Linked DNA regions of Zea mays: region 1 is linked to region 2. Evidence: chromatin contacts called from public Hi-C data. All regions are on one chromosome and are shown on one strand. The core of a region is the stretch at or near the end of the contact, and the rest is flanking DNA. Distances in the headings are between cores, read along the strand shown. Region 1 holds the start of LOC100383778. Region 2 has its middle 64 kb from the start of LOC100216796.

What was found. A called contact is a pair of places that touch in the nucleus more often than the background predicts.
Region 1: a Hi-C map of ear shows a contact between it and region 2, with 2.8 times the contacts expected there. The contact joins the promoter of LOC100383778 here to the enhancer-like site in region 2. A contact is called at or near these places in 2 of 25 Hi-C or Micro-C datasets (bundle sheath and ear).

The regions. Positions count from the first base shown.
Region 1 is chr1:155,551,065-155,553,764 of Zm-B73-REFERENCE-NAM-5.0, forward strand. It overlaps LOC100383778, which reads left to right and starts at 1,255. Exons shown (of 3, transcript NM_001359630.1): 1 at 1,255-1,402; 2 at 2,686-2,700. The coding sequence starts at 2,693.
Region 2 is chr1:155,100,793-155,103,492 of Zm-B73-REFERENCE-NAM-5.0, forward strand. No RefSeq gene overlaps it. Among protein-coding and RNA genes, the nearest start is that of LOC100216796, 64 kb to the right of the region's middle. Within about 2 kb of position 1,344, at least 18 of the 20 cell types and tissues checked have an H3K27ac peak or open chromatin away from gene starts, as enhancers often do. A contact at or near this core is called in bundle sheath and ear, where this site is marked.

The sequences.
Region 1 (2,700 bases), core at 5-2,504, 450 kb after region 2:
ACCTCCACGATGGTTTGGACTCCAAGCCATGTGTCGTCTCTGAGTCTGAGTTAGCCATACAACCCATAAAACCAACCGTTCAGCCCACTTAGGCCCTTTAACAACCTATGGACCCAATTCGTGTTATGAGGACCCAGGAGATATATATCCCCACTTAGACCATTTTATTTTTGTATTCATTGTGTTGTGCTTCCTTCGTTCTAGTATATAAGGTGTGACTATTTTTTATTCTAGCCCCCATAATATAAGACATGCTTCCTCTAGTTATGGTACATTGATGCAATAATATAGAGAGAATTAGATACATTTCTTGATTTTTGAACTAAAGGTGGTTACATCTTATATATTGGACGTAGGGAGTACCAAACATTCGAAGTGGTTACCTGAATCGCTATTTTTGAATTAATTACCGATTGCCCACAACTACCGTTTAAGGTGGTGTTTGATTTCACACTACTAAAGTTTAGTCCATGTCACATCGAATGTTTAAATGATAATTATAGGTATTAAGTCTAATTATAAAACTAATTACATATACGAAGACTAAAAGACATAGACAAATTTATTAAACCTAATTATGTCAATATTTAATAGTTATAATTGATATTCAAACATTTGATGTGATATGAACTAACTTTAATCAGAAAAACTAAATAGTTTCGTTTCTCATATCTCATTATATCGATTTCGTATTCTCTACCACTTCCTTGTGACTGTTTATGATTTTGAATAGAAATGTGAAAACAGAAGTGGTTAATGGTTTTGTTTGATCGCTCAGACCTTTTGCGACCGTTTTTACCCTTTAGCTCAGCTTGCAATCCGTAATGATTTCTATTACTTATATAATATTTTTGTCTTTAAAGATTATAGCTATAGTAATTTAAACAACCGACTTTAATATAAAGCGAACATCTTTTTAGTCTACAATGGAAGTGAGAGTGAGATCACACTGTCGAAATCATCACCACCACAGTACGGTAGCGTCCAAAACTTCAAAGCCAATAAAAGGCGATAACCAAACCAACACGAAAACCATTTTACAAAAAAATATCACCCCACCCAATAAAAAACCCTCGCCCCCATCGCAGCAATCGACGCCCGATCCAACGGTCACTGTGCCCCCACGGCCGCTCCCCACGTCGCACTCCGACCTCAGCAAAGATGCCCTCCTTTTCTTTTTCCCCGCATTATTATTTGATTTCCTCGCCTCGCCCTCCCTCCACTCCTACCGCTTCCGCCGCCGCCCGCCTCCACCCCTGCCCTCCCTCCGCCCCACGCGCCTGCGCATCGTCGATCGGCGCCCGGGCCGCGCGCTCCCTCCGCCCTTGCGCCCCCGTGGACTGAGGCCTCCCGCTCCGCTCAGGCCGTACGCCGCGGGGTTTGCCACTCCGCGTTCAACGACGTAAGTAGCAGGTCAAGACCCTAGTCTCTCCCTAGTTGGATCTAGGGGCCTGTCTCGATCCGCTCCCGGATCTCGGGCCCGATCTGTGCTACCGGTTCGGGTGTGGTTTAGGTTGTCTCGATCCGTCAGTTCGTCGCGGCTGGGTGCTCGCTCGTGTCTTCGCTGTGCGGGATTGGTTCCTGCGTTGGTTTCTAGATCTGAGTCAGTTTTTGTGGTTAGAGTTGACGACCGGGCCATTTCCGCGCGTGTGAAGTTAGATTCATTTGTGGGGAGCGTCGACGAGTAGAGTTGAGTTGCGTTAGGCGTTGAAGAATCTGATGCGCACTCAATTTGTATAGTTGATTGTTTCTAGTGAATTTGTAACATGAACTTCCACGTGCTAGTCGTACCATTTTCGTTGCTGTTTCTGTGTATGATTTAGGGCCTGTTTGAGACTGCTCTAGCTCCAAGAAATTTGGTTGAGTTGGTGGAACATTTCATTAGCTGCTCCAGAAAGCCGTAGAGCAAGAGCTGTGAACCTTTAGAAGACATTTAGATAAGTTATTTTGTTTATTATTTAGATTAAAAATGTTTTAAACTATTTAAATTTATGTTATAAACTTTCCATGCTGGAGCTAGAACCTGGAGCACTCCCAAATACTCCCTTAGCTCCTTCCGCGTACTCTTGTTTGGTATACAGTTACTTGTGGTAGTGCCACCAGCTATTTTCTGAAAAGGGAGGTATCATGCCCTATAGTACCTCCCATATTGATCGTAGTCTTGGTATAGTTTCTGTTAAGCAATAATTTCTACAGCTGGCCAATTTCGCTGCAACCATTTAGTTTTGTAAGGGCACATGTTTGCTTGCTTGCTTGGAGAACTCTAGCTTCATTGGTTTATAGCTTGCAGTGTTAGATTGGAGGCCATGAAAAACAGTATCAATCTGAATGCCAGTTCTTGTTTATTGCGGCGAGTTGAAAAAGATTCATGCCAAAGTGTATTAGGTTCTTAACTTGTTATACTGCTAATTTGTCTATGATCTTGTGCTCCACTAAGGGGTTACATGTGCATCAATGACTAGCATTGGATCATTATTGTTCATATGACACCATGATTATTGTTCATATGGCATCTTGATTTGTTTATTGGACTACTATAAGAATCTACCACGCGTTCCTGAAATTATATTATTTCTCCAATTTGTGTGGGCATGCTTACTAATGAATTACCACATTTCATGGTTACGAGTTACAACAATACAAAGCATGCTAATTTTGTTCCTCTGCTTTCACTGTTACATTCAGAGTCAATATGTCGCT
Region 2 (2,700 bases), core at 94-2,593:
GGGATACCTTACACTCAGAATATTTAAATCATTTCTCGACAACGAGCTCAGGGAAGGTGTTTTCGGACCTTCGGCATTCCGAAGCCTAAGAGAATTTTTCACGGGTCGAGCTCGTTACAAAAAACGATCTAGCACCGTGAAGGGGCTACTGTTGGGGGTCTACTTTGTCGCCGAAGGTCCCATAAGAACAAACACCTTCGGAAGATCAACATAGAAGCAAAGCCGAAGCTACTAATCAGGGAGCTTCGGAGTGTACTTCCAGATGCACCGACTTAAAGATGAAATGACCAATCGACCCATGATAACCTGCATTATGATTGTAATCATTTGTAGAGGGCATGAATGTAATTTCTCACGGGCTGCGTCCTGTGCCTATAAATAGATGAACAGTACCCCCGTACTGTTCACGCTAACTTGTATTCGCTCATGTGTCACGCTTGGATTTTTACCTTCTGTCAAGCCGAATATCGTTATATCCTAAGAGAAATAATGCTTCGAAGGATGAAGGATATTAACATTTAATATTTTGTGTTGCCTTGTTCTTAACTCGAAGCATTTGAGAACAAGTCCCCAACAACAAGGTAAAAAGGATAACCAGTCTAGGGCAACCTATTGGGTCCCATCAAAATTAAACCTATGCATTGAATAGTGATAATAAAGAACATTATTGGGTAATAAAAGTGGTCAAGGGCACAACTTGCCTTCAATGAGCTCCTGCTCAGCAACTTCTATTTGTTGAACACCGGGATCCTCAGCCACTGGCTCTTCTACTCGCCACAATACAAACAAGCATAGTATAAAGAGGAAATGAACATCACACCAAACAGATATACAAAATACATATTAATAATCTACATATCAAAATAAGATCATAGGAAAAAGAATCATTAAATTTAGAGCTATGGGTTTTAAGTTATGAATTTTCGAAGGTTCTATGTATTTGATACAAGATTAATCAAGGGATAAATTTTAATACCATTTTTATGTCAAAACAGTGTTACAGAGTTATAGACAATATTAATACAAAATTATAGGAACTAGAATGGGTCAATTTGGACTTCATATTAATTTTCTATAAATTATACAAGTTCTAGGAATTGTTTTCATATTAAAAATTCATTTCTATAATTAATTAACTAATTCCTCGGGTCTCTGGACTGCGCCTCAATTACCAAAGAACTCAGGGGTGAACACAGAAGATTCCTCAGACACAGAGCACAGTCACCATGGACTGTGGGTTGAATTAATGAAAACGTAGGGGCTCTGTAACAAATAAGCACGGCGAAGGGGTATTCTTGGATCTTGGTCGTTGGATCAAATCCGAAGGCCGAGATTAGATCGCGTTTTAAATGAAAGGGTATGTAACCGTGATCCTCAGATCTAAGATCAACGGCCAGCATACCCCACAACACCAAACCCTCGGTTTCGAGATCTGCGGCAACGATTCTCCAGAACGAAAGGGTATGAGTGGTTCTAATCTCCACTGCAGGTTGTAAGATCAATGGCTGAAATTCCCTGCAGCGAATAGGAATGCGAGACTTGATCTTATCCGCCGATTAGGCATCGGACGGCTATTCGATCTTCTTCTACCTACACGCACCAGTGCACGACGGCGCTGAGTACATCAACAGCGCGTCCCACCGAAGTGATATCAAGGTGCCGAGGTTAATACCTACCCTAAGCAAGCACTACCGCCAGGAAGATAAGGGTGAGGGAGCTCATGGGCACATGACTTACCGTGGCACTGCGCAGGAACGAGTAGTCACGCTCCACGGCCGCCTAGTTCGTCTTCTACACGCGACGAGGAAGCCTAGTCCTTCCGTTGACGGACGTGCGAGGGAAACTATTCCTAGACACCCGGCGCGTGACCCCGGACGAGCACCGCCCCACCGGTCAACACCGAGACCAACGCCACTTCAGAGCGCCCGTTGACAGGGTCCAAGCTCCCGTCGGCGAGCACCGCCAATTGACGGCGTTGAGTCTCCACTCTAGGCAATTTTGTGGTGCCCTAGGTATGCCCAACAGAGGACGAGAGGGTCGCGACACTTGATTTTATTCCCGCGGTCAGGTTGCGCCCGCCAATCCGCGGATTCAGTTGGAGAGCCCGGACTGCGGAGATGCTGTTGCGCCTGCCCGGGAGATGCGGTGGCCACCATGGTTTCGGCTGGAGAGAGACGTCACGCTTCGGGTCCCACATGGCAGAGAGATAGACAGGCGGGTCCGCAAGTCAACGCCAAGAGCTGTGCGTGTATTCCGGGTGGGAGAAACGGTGGTCAGTTGGAGAACCGCGACGCGATTTCCGGCTGACGGACATTGGCTTGAAGACAACTCTGTTAGGGTGGCCCCAAGCGTAAGCGGCTTAGGGAACGGTGTGTTGTGTGGTGAGTCCGTGAGTGGTTCGGACACGAGGGAATGTGGGCTGATGACGCGTGGGCCCAGGGCATCGGCGAGAGTGAGGAAACGGATCCGGGTGCGTGAATAGTCACTGGCCAGCTGGGTCAGGGAGTCAGCGAAACAAGGTTAACGCGCTAGCGAATGGGCCTGGGCTGTTGCGCGCGTAGGGGAAAATGGAGGGATGGGCCTACCGGATGGAGAACCAGCCCAATTAGGTTAAACCCCTTTTCCTTTTTATTTTCTATTTTCCTTTCTTCTTTTCCAAATTCATATTCCAATTCCAATTTAAATTCAAAATTCGTGGCG